Regions from separate parts of the Oryctolagus cuniculus genome. Here region 1 is linked to region 2. The links are chromatin contacts, called in public Micro-C maps. All regions are on one chromosome and are shown on one strand. Each heading gives the region's core, a stretch centred on a gene start, on an enhancer-like site or on the middle of the called end of the contact. The rest is flanking DNA. Distances are from core to core; before and after follow the strand shown.

Evidence for each region. Hi-C and Micro-C count contacts between places; a contact is called where the count stands out from the background.
Region 1: a Micro-C map of ear pinna shows a contact between it and region 2, with 5 times the contacts expected there. The contact joins the promoter of VIPAS39 here to the promoter of GSTZ1 in region 2. A contact is called at or near these places in 2 of 6 Hi-C or Micro-C datasets (ear pinna and an unstated tissue).

The regions. Positions count from the first base shown.
Region 1 is chr20:23,211,324-23,216,491 of mOryCun1.1, reverse strand. VIPAS39 (VPS33B interacting protein, apical-basolateral polarity regulator, spe-39 homolog) reads left to right here and starts at 3,827. Exons shown (of 19, transcript XM_008271985.4): 1 at 3,827-4,047. It overlaps AHSA1 (activator of HSP90 ATPase activity 1), which reads right to left and starts at 3,774. Exons shown (of 9, transcript XM_002719625.5): 1 at 3,262-3,774; 2 at 1,914-2,104. The coding sequence starts at 3,341.
Region 2 is chr20:23,058,377-23,063,819 of mOryCun1.1, reverse strand. GSTZ1 (glutathione S-transferase zeta 1) reads right to left here and starts at 3,380. Exons shown (of 8, transcript XM_017349456.3): 1 at 3,240-3,380. POMT2 (protein O-mannosyltransferase 2) reads left to right here and starts at 3,477. Exons shown (of 21, transcript XM_002719630.5): 1 at 3,477-3,922. The coding sequence starts at 3,477.

The sequences.
Region 1 (5,168 bases), core at 2,578-5,077, 150 kb before region 2:
CACCGGATTGCTAGAGACCAACTGTGTTACTTCAGGGTGGGACCAAGCGTTCCACGGACTGGGCACTGGCAGGAATTCTACTGGAGGATGTGGGTCAACGGTTCTGCCAGAACACTTGTTTTGAAAATATGAGTTTACTCCAATGTGATCCATGTATCAGGGAGAAATCACAAGGAGTTCAGAGTTGGAAACACCAGGTGAACCATGAAAAACACACCCAACTAAACTGACCTGCATAGGATTACACAAAACCCACTTCAACTTCAGACACCTATCTCCAATGGTCTCAGTCCAAGTGTGTTACAATCCACACCTGCTGTTTTAACGTTCCTTCAGATTGCACTGACCCTCCTGTCACAATGGCCCTCAAGATGCAACCCTTGAGGTGTCCACTGCCACAAGTCAGTATCAGGTCTTTTTCAAGAAAAACCACCATATTTACTGCAATATTTATGTTTTCCATATCATTTAACAAATTTTTAGTTCCTCTGTTTTTAAAAAGGTGGGGGCAGGTGTTCGGTCTAGCAGTTAAGACACCTGCATCCTGTAGCAGGGTGCCTGGATCCGATGCTTGGCTCCCTGCTAGCTTCCTGGTAATGCAGACCCTAGGAGGTGGCAGGAATGGCCCAGGTGACTGCGTCTCTGACACCCATGTCGGAGGTCTACACTGGGCCCTTGGCCCAGCAGCAGCTGTTGCCGAGTGAATCGGCAGAGGGAAACTCACTCTCTAAAAAAATAAAAATTTGACATTGGGGTGGGCATTTAGCTTAGCAGTAGAGACTGCTCCTACACTCGAGCGCCTGCTTCGACACCCTGCTCTGGCTCCCGACTCCAGCTTGCTGCTAAGGCATACTTTGGGAGGCAGTGTTGACGGCTCAGGTAACAGGGTACCTGCCACACACGCTGGGGGGCCTGCACTGAGTTTCCTGCCCCCAGCTTTGGCCCAACCTTGTAGATATTTGGGAAGTGAACCAATGATGGGAGGGGTTTCTCAAATTTAAAAAAAAAAATATATTGTCAAGTTTTGGGATGCTGTGTCCCTAATCCCATCTTCCTGGTAATTATGCCCCGTGGTTTTCATTTAGCGACTGTATATAATGAGTGCTTTGAAGGAACAAGTGCTAGTACACTAAGCTACAGGCAAAACTGACTCTCAAGCTTACTCAACATTCACCTTCACTTCTCCGGGCCTCAGTTCCTCAATCTGTACAAAGGGCACTGGGCGAGATAAGATGATACCTACAGTCTCTCCAGACCACAATGCTTCTGGCATATTTTAAGAAACAAACAAAAAAATCATGGGCAGACATATCTATTCCATCCCCTCTTTATTGTCATTCATTTCAGAAAGAAATGACGCACAAGGTTGTTTCACGCTTCACCCCATGCAGACAGCAGGTGTGGCTCACACACTGTAACTTTGCTGCCTTTTAAAACTCAGCTTCCCAATGGTTAGGACCACCCAAGTGGGGTGTATGCATGGCCTCAATTCTTTCTTAAAGCCCACAGAAGGGATTAAACCAGAAGATACATAAAACAGCTCCAAATTACAGTTACAGGCAAGCTTCATTAGCACTGTAGTCTAACCTGTTATGTTCACACTTGAGACACAAAAAAAATCAAGACAAAAACAAAAGCAAATGTAGCTAGTTTGGGAAAGTCAACACCTTCTGTGTCCCAACACAGACCCAAGCCCCAAGATGCCAGGACACAACCACTTCACTGGTGGGGACTAACAAGACCCACAAAGAAAAAAATCCTTTGGTGTCCCATGGTGTTGGAAGAAATTCCAGCTACTGAGACTGCCTCATGCAGACCTCAAAGTAGCACTGTAACTCCTCCCTAACTGTTCTGTTCAGCTCCTGCCAACCGAAACAGTTAACCTCTTCCCTGACAGCCCAGCCTAGGCTTACCTGTCCAGTTGAGTTTGATGCTCCACTCATAAAAGAAGATGAGTTTGCCTTTGCGATTGTTAATGGACGCCTCTCCATCAAGCTTGCTCACTTCTGTCACCTCACACTTGCCCTCCTCATTCTGCACCCGCACTGCCAGGAACAATGTTTTCAGCTTATCTGTGGACCAATTTGAAGCATCCCTCTCTGTCCTGCAAAAGAGAAACACAGCTACGGACCAGCATTCAAGAGAGCGCAAAGGAAAGGAGGCCTGACCAAGCCCTCCTCAGTTCCACTCCACAAGGCCCACAAACACGCGGCTTTCTTTCAGGAAGCCCCAGGACTGATTTTAGCTACCAAAGACAAAGCCGCGCAGAGCAGCGCGAGCTGAAGGAAAAGTATGCGCTCCTGTCTCAGCATGGTGCAAGGCTGACTTGACACTTTCCTAGGGCGCCCTCGTTTGACCAAGTGGAAAACCGCACACAAGCCAGGATTCTTGAGGAAGTTCGTGGAAGATACAATGAAAAGGTTCACTCTATCTTAGTGCAACAGAACCTTGACCTCTTTAGCACTGTAAATGCCCTACACGTTCTACAGGGCTTCAGAGCAAACCACAAAAATTGCATCAGGTACTCTAAGTACGTCAAGAAGAAGGAGACAGGCCTTGCTATAGCGAAGAATCTCCCCGTGCCCCTTCCTACTTACTACCTATAAAATAACAGCGAAATTTGCAACTAAGTCCAAGTACAGCCAACGGTGTGAGCAAAGCTCAGCAGGATTCAAATGGAAGCTAGCATTCCTTCTGGAAGACTTTAGATGAAGGGGCAGGCTTTTATCAAACCACGCTGCCCGGCAACCTGGAGTTACCAACACAGGCGACCTAACAGTTCCGGGTGAGAGGCGGCAGGCTGTGCAGCATCACGGAGCTCTGGGAACAACCTGCACTACACGTGGCAAAGCTGCATTTGCTAGCCCGAGGCAGCGGTACCCTAGCACTGATATAATTTCGCCCACCCTAAGCCGCCAACAGCGAGGGTTTGGGGTTCTCGGGTTCTTCCGGCCACGTGCAGGAAGCATCGCCCGGCTCAGGCTGGATGCTGCGGCCAGGGCCTTCCTTTCGGGCTCTCTGAAGCCCCTCTCCTGGGACGCAGCCTTCCACGACGGGGCCCCCCTCACCCCAAACACTAAGCCAGTGACCTCAGCTGCGGAGGCCTGGGACTACGGACCCCTGCCACGGGAAGTACCCATCCTCATCTCCATCTCCGGGCGGGGCTGCCTCCGCCTCAACTCTGTCCGGGCCGAGATTCCAGCAACCTTGAAATCCCAGCGTGGACGCATCGCTCCTGCGGCCTGCCTTTCTGGCTCTCACCAGTGCCAGTTGTTGACGTTGGTGGCGTCCGCCCGCTCCTCCACGATCCAGCGTGGGTCGCCCTCACCCCACTTGGCCATCAGCTTTCCAATCTCGCCGCCACCAGCTCCCGAGCAGCCGCAGCAACAGCCTCAGGACCTCTTGGTCCCAGCCGCCCAGCAGCGCCTGGAAACTACTAGAAGCGGCCGCAGCACCTTCTGGCTTGCTTTTCCCTCCACCCCCAACCCCTCCCCGCCTTGACTTCCGGCTCCTCCCCACTTTCACCGACTACTTCCGTTCCAGCCAGACTGACCGTAGGTTCCGTCCGTTCTAGAGTTCCTTGAAGCTCCCTCGGTTAAGCCCTCAAAGAAGCCGGAAATAAACCTCGCACGACCATTCCTCGCCCGTGAAAACAGAGAGAACACGTCCCATTGTTTCCCTGGACTCTAATTCGGCCTTACTGAGCCTCATGGGAGTTGTAGTCTTAAGTGACCCTCAGGATAACCGCGGAAGGTCGAGCTGAAAGTAAAGGAAATGACGTAGAAGTGTCTCGCTCGGATTTCTGGGGGCTGTAGTTCAGGAGCCCCGTGGTCTCCCGGGACTGCGCCTTACACAATAGGCAGCGGAACTACAACTTCCAACGTGCCCTGCGACCTCTTTCTTTAGCCATCCCTCCATGGCGCCACCCCGCCCTTCACGACCGCCTCCTTCCGCCCCTTCCTATGCCGCACAGCCTGACTAGAAAGGCTCGTCCGGTAGCGGCGGACGCTGTCGCTGTCCTGAGAGGGAGGGCTCGATGTGGAAGAGGTGAGGGTGTCCCAAGGCCCTCGGGTCGCTTATCTCCGCATCCTTCCCCTCTCTGAGGCATCCCTACACCTCCTCCCCATTGAGGCCGGATTCTTGGAGCCGGGGCGACCCTTGGGAGCCGGCGGGGCTGCGAGGGAGCCCCCAGCGTTTGTTTCTTAACCAGCATTTACTCTGTCAAGGTTCCGCTTGGCTCTGGCGGTGGCGGCCGAAGGCTTCCTGGACGTTCGCCCCGGAGTCAGCGTGTTTTGACCCGTAACCCCCCTGTCCCTGGTCTCGGGTCACAAACCGCACCTCAGCTGGCTCGAAAGATGATCGAGTTGAAACCGAGTGTGACGTTTCAGTAGATGGTTTCTGGAGTGTCCGGAGGCAGGGAGCGTCTTGGTTGTGGTTTTTTTTTTTTTTTCTTTTGTTTTTCTTTTTTCCTAACATCCCTCTGTTCTCCTACGTCGTGTTCCTGTTCTCACCTCGGATCTGTCACCCTCCCTGGTGGACTGAGTAAACAGGTGACGCCAAGGACCGGCCTCTGAACTATTTTAAATCATGTGGAAGCACCTTGGTCAGTCGTCTTTAACAACTGCCTGGTTGCTTTGTAACTTCTAGAGCTTTCGAATCGTGTCTCTTCGCTTGCCGGGTCAATCTGGGTTCTCTTCTGGTGCTCGGAGTACACGATAGGGTCAGCTCGGCACTGCCGTGGGACGGTTGAGGTTGCAGGACTCCTGATGCCGGCTGAGTTGTTAGAAACGTTCGGGGCCTCTCTGTGGATGCTGCCCGTGGTGGAGGGACGATCTGCCCAGTTGTCCCGGGAGTGAAAAGCAGGTGGTCGGAAGGACCGTGGGAAACTGTGGGACTGGTCTAGGAGCCAGAAAACCTGGGTTACCTAGTTTGCTGTGGGACTGATTGATTAACCAAGTGGTGGTGGTGTTTGATCCTTTGGTGTCTGACTTTCCTCATCAGTGACACGGAACAGGAGTCCGTGCGGCCTGCCTTGCAGGAGTATTTGGAGGAGCAAGTGACTGAGGACTGTGCTTTACGACCTTGCACATGTGCTAGAGACTTGTGTTCTGCACACATCTTCAGCATTTGTGCACGCTTTCAGTGCTTTTATATTGTTTATTTTTTAA
Region 2 (5,443 bases), core at 2,131-4,630:
AGCTTGCTAAGGGCTGGGGTAGGCCAAGGGAGGGGGGGGGGGCCAGAACTAAACCAGGACGCCCTACTTTCTGCTTTCCCGAAGCCTCTGCCGTGGACGCTGGTCCCATTCTGTTTAACTTGCCAGATCAAACAGAACCACGGGAGGCCAGCTGTTCCTCTGCCAGTTGCCAGGGACCTCTGGATTTTGTGAGCCTGCTTCAAGCGCAGTTGCTAAGGGAGAGCAGTGTCGGGCAAACAGGCAGTCCCTGGGGGAAACAATCCACTTCCTCCCACCTCCGCCCTCCTATTACACTTCCTGGTGCAGTGCCATTCAGGGCTAGGCACCCCAGGAGCCCCCTCAACCCCCTGGGGCTTCTGCATGCTGCCCAGATGCTCAGCGTGGCAGAGCTGCACCTCTTACCGATTCGAACTCTCCATGAGCAGGAGCTTCGGAAATAGGAATAGAGGATGGGCTGGCAAGAGAGAGGACAAGGGTGCGCGTGAACCCAGGCTCGGTGGGGTCCCCCTGGGAGGAGGCACCAGCCAGCACGTCTTCTTCCCACCCCGCCAGGCCTCCTTCCTCAGGCCTCTGTCTGGGCAATTTGGGCCAGACTCAGCTCTCTGGGTCAGAGGCCCTGAGGGCCACATGAGGTCCCTCAGCTCCAAATGGTGCTGGTACCAAGTGCCCCAGGTCCAGTGGCCCCCGGCACAGCAGCTAGCCTGGGAGTGCCTTCCTTACCTTGCTAGACTCCATCATGCTGCCCCAGTGATCTCTGACCTCCTAGGGAACAGTCCCCTCAGGGAGCTGCAGGGCTGGGGGAGGGACCCTGAAGGGGTGGACCCTATGAGCCAATGGGAACGCAGGGCTGGATAGGCGTCAGCCGAACTTTGACTCGAGTCGGAAAGGGCATCTCTTTCCAACTCAAAGGCAGTTTCTGATGCACCAGGTGCAGACAGGCTTGGTGTCCTGGGAGCCAGTGTGGCCTGCTTTGGGGCAGTAGCTTATGTGGTGGAGTGGGCTGGGAGCTGCCAAACCTGGGGTCTGGATCCAGAGTAGGAACCAGCTGTGTAGGCTTGGACACACTCCTTTCTCTTCAGCTCCCTCATTTGTAAAACAAAGGGTTGCCCTAAAAAAAAAAACGATGCATAGTTCCCTTCCAACAGTGGCACAAAGGCCAGCAATTCCCATTTTGTTTTCCAATGCTTTGGTGCCCCTCTCCTTCAATCCCCCCACCCACTACTCCTCCCAGATGCTCAGCTGGCCACATAAAACACCTGACATTCACCCTGGACGTGAGGTCACAAGCTGGCAGCCCCCAGGGGCTCTGTCTGAGCCTGCATGGTACAGCGGTGTGAAAGTGATATACACACAGCGGAAATCTGTCCTGTCCCCTCCTCTCACCCAATACTGGGCTGCCACCGTGAGCCTCAGCTCCCAGCCACACGATCAGGAGGAGGAACCTCTAGTACGCCATGGTTAGCCGTGTGGCAGCCGTTTCTCAGATGCTGTGTTTTGTGCTCCCGCATCCCATCACGTGCACAGTGTGCCCATCTGTGAAGCTGAGGTCTTCAACCCTCCTCCAGGATAGCCTTAGCAGTAGATGACTCTGACCAACCATAGCTAATCTAAGTGTTCTGAGCACACACCCACGGCTCTGGAACAGGCAGGCAAGGCTAAGTAAGCGACAATGTTTGGTACCTTAGGCAAACTAAATGAATTTCCAGCTTAACAGTATTTTTTCCGTTTACTTACAATGGATTTACCAGGATGTAATCCCATTGTAAAGCGAGGAACATCTCTATTTTAGTTTATTTAAAAAGATTTATAGGGGCCGGTGCTGTGGCATACTTGGTTAAGCCACGGCCTGCAGCACCATCATCCTATACAGGCTCTGGTTCAAGTCCTGGCTGCTCCACTTCTGATACAGCTCCCTGCTAATGTACCTGGGAAAGCAGCAGAAGATGGGCCCCTGCACCCCTGTGGGAGACCTAGAAGTTGTTCCTGGCTCCTGGCTTCCACCTGGCCCAGCCCTGGTCATTGTGGTCATTCGGGGAATGAACCTGCAGACGGAAGGTCTCTCTTTCTCTCCCTGTAACTCTATTTTTCAAATAAATATTTTTGCAGGACACAGCAGGGTGGCGCAGGCATTCATGACACTACCCAGAAAGGTGCACAATTTTAAAACTTATAATTTCTAGAATACTCCTTTTAATATTTTTGGACTGCAGTTAACCACAGGTAAAGGGGGACTGCTGCACATCATGTTTCTTTTTGTACTTTTTTAAAAAAATTCTTTATTTGAAAGGCAGTCACAAAGAGGCTGAGGTGGGGCGCGGGGTGGGATCTTCCATCCGCTGGTTCACTCCCCCACCCCCCACAAACCTCCCACCCCCAACTGGCTGCAGTAGCCAGGGCTGGGCCAGGCTGATGGTCGAAGCCAGGAGCTTCATCTGAGTCTCCCACATGCGTGCAGGGGCCCAAGGACTTGACCCATTTTCCGCAGCTTTCCCAGGTGCATTAGCAGGGAGCTGACTCAGAAGTGGAGCAGCCAGGACTGGAACCGGTGGCTTTACCTGCTATGCCACGGTGCTGGCCCTTTCTTTATTGTACTTGTAAAGCTCAAATTTAGGCCTGCATAAAGTATCCATCTTAGCAGTGCTCTTGGAAGGACTATTTCCAATTCAAATATGCTTTCTGATGACCCTAGCAGGTGTTATTTTTAAATCGTCTCTTACACACGGTATTAGAGCAAAACTCCACTTGCAAATGTGGGGGCTAGGCATTATCAGCGGGATGCAATGCCCCACCTTCCTCAGAGCTACAACAGGGGCTCGCAAATCTTAGGGCGTACAGGACTCATCCGGGCCGCTTATGTAACCGGCTTCTAGGCCGGTGCCACCGGAGACAGCGGCTCTGGAGCGCCGCATCCATGCTTCCTGGGTGCGCTCCGAAAATGCAAACGCCTAGGGAGAGAGGAGCTCGCAGCGCCGTGCATTAACCGGGAGGCGGAGACAAAAGGCGACAGAGAACGCGGCGAATCCACGCCGCCCCACGCGCTAGAGCGAGGACGCCTCCTAGAACCCGCCACTCCCGGGACCACAAGGGCCAGCCAGCAGCGCGCATGCGCGGCGCACTGTACGCTGGGAGTCGTTGCCGGAGCTGTGGGCAGAGCGCGGCGGGCTAACGCTGACCTCGCCCCCAGGGGATCTCCCTTTCTCTTCCTAGCGAACGTCTCCCCAGAGGGGCGTGGCACAGACCTTGGCCGCTTGCATCTTACACTTCGGGCGACCCCTCTTCCAGACCAAGACACTTAGCGCCTGGGACTCGTCGACGACTACGGCCCAGGACCCGCGGCTCCCGTCTGGACAGGGCGAGGGCTGGACTGGAATGGGCTCTCCCCGCGCTCCGGGCTCGGCCCCGGCCCGCCCCCTGGCCACGCCCCGACTCCCGGAGCCGCAGCGAGTTGCGGGCCCCTGAGCCCTCCCGGCCCCGACATGCTCTGCGCCACTGGCCGCCTCCTAGCGGCCCGGGCGGCGACCACGCTGTCCGCCCCGCCCAAGTCCCGGGGCTCCGCGTTCCGCTGCCGGCGGAGGGAACTACACTTCCCAGAGCACCCCGAGCTGCTCTTCTGTGACTCCTCGGCGGGGTGGCTGACGAGACCGAGCGTGCCTCCGGGCCGGAGGGCGGTCCTGAGGAGGGGGAGGATGCCGCCGGCCATGGGCGGAGGCCTGGCCGGGCCCGAGCCGCGTCCCCGGAGGGGCCGCAGTGCCTCCCAGGCTGCTAGGGCCGCGGGTACTGAGGCGGCGGCGCGAAGCCCCAAACGGCCTGCCCGGGGCTCGTGGCGCTTCGAGGCGGTCGGCCGGTGGGTCCCGCTGGCCCTGGTGACGCTGCTGTCCTTCGCCACCCGCTTCCACCGTCTGGAGGAGCCGCGGCACATCTGGTGAGCGACTGGACGAGCTCGACGGTCACCATGGCAACCGGAAGTGCCCTCTGATTGGCCTGGGGACGCGTAGGGGGCGGGGCGGCGGTGGAGGGGAACCTGAGATTGGCCCCTGTGAGGTGTAGTTTGTGTGCGCGGGAAAACGATTTTGCCCCGGTGGTGGGGAGGGGCAGTGGGATTCTTAGGATTGAAGGGAGCAGTGTCCATGCCTCCCAGGTTGTGCTGGAGTGTCTCACCTGCCTCCGAGATGGTAGCTTTCAGAGGTGTTTTGAACTTTCCCCAGGGAATTGGGAATTCCTGGTGCAGGATCTGGCACGGCCCGAGTTCCTAATCTGCAGGCTTTTCAGGCATTAGCAGAGGGGAAAGGTTCTTAGTGGGCACCTCCCTCCTATAGAGCAGGGTGTCAGGAGGCAGGCCGGGGGCTGCCCTGTGAGAAGGAATCTGTTTTCTGAAAGGTTTTATTTGGTACGACCCAGATGATCATGGTCTCCAGCTGGAAGGGGGAAAAGGTAAACTACTTGAAAATGGTTAATTCGGCCACGGAGTGATACCATATCTGTTCAGTTCGCCTCAGCATTTAAGGCTACTCTCAGTGGGTCTCTAAGTAGCAGGGTGGGGCCAACCTATGGTATTTACCTCAACCATGCCCTCTGGCATTCTGGGTTCAGCCACCTGTGAATAAGCTGGCGTGGAGGGGCAGTGAGTTTTTATTTTAGGGAACTGGGATGTAGTCTAAGGCCAGTGTGTTCATTATGACCTGTGCATGGGAGTTTGGAGTGACCTCTGATCTCCGTTGCCTTTGCCAATAACCACCCCCGACTCCCAGGGGAAACAGCAAGTAGGCCCGGCGGGAAGACGTCTCATGGCCCATTCCAGCATTGCTACCTGAAGTGGTGCAGAGCGCTCTGCTCGGCGCCCTGTGTTATATTTTATTTGGATCACCGTTAAATTTAATTTAGCTCATCATTACATTGGGTTGGTTAAGTCACACGGGCAGTGTCACTGCCAATCATTGTACAGGACATCAGGGAAAGGGTGTGACTTCTGTCCGTCACACTGGTAGCGTTTGGTGCTGACCCACATGTTTGCACACGTGCTGGGGTGACCCAGGTCTGGGGGTTGTGTGACGTCAGGCACATCAGAACAGTTCCAGTCAGACCATATCCACATGGGTTTTTCAGTTTTCCTAGTGCGGTGACAAACTCAGAACAGGCTGCTACTTGCCACTTGATTTAAGTGAGCATTGGGTGGTTAGCCGGCCTTTGGTGCTGGACCTGGGGGATCAAGTGAGCACTAGGTGTCTCCCTTCTCTTTGTATTTCCAGGGATCTAGGGTGTTCCTTCTCTGGGGTTGGGGTTCTTTGCTTCCTTTCACTGCCACGTGATTAGTGTGTCCCCCACACTCAGTGTTGTAACTGTACCTTCTCTTCAGTTCTCCCCTGCTCTTATCCAGGGGCAGAAATGGCCACAGTGTCATCATGTCTTCTACCTCGACACGTGTGGGCTCCTGTGGAGACCTGAA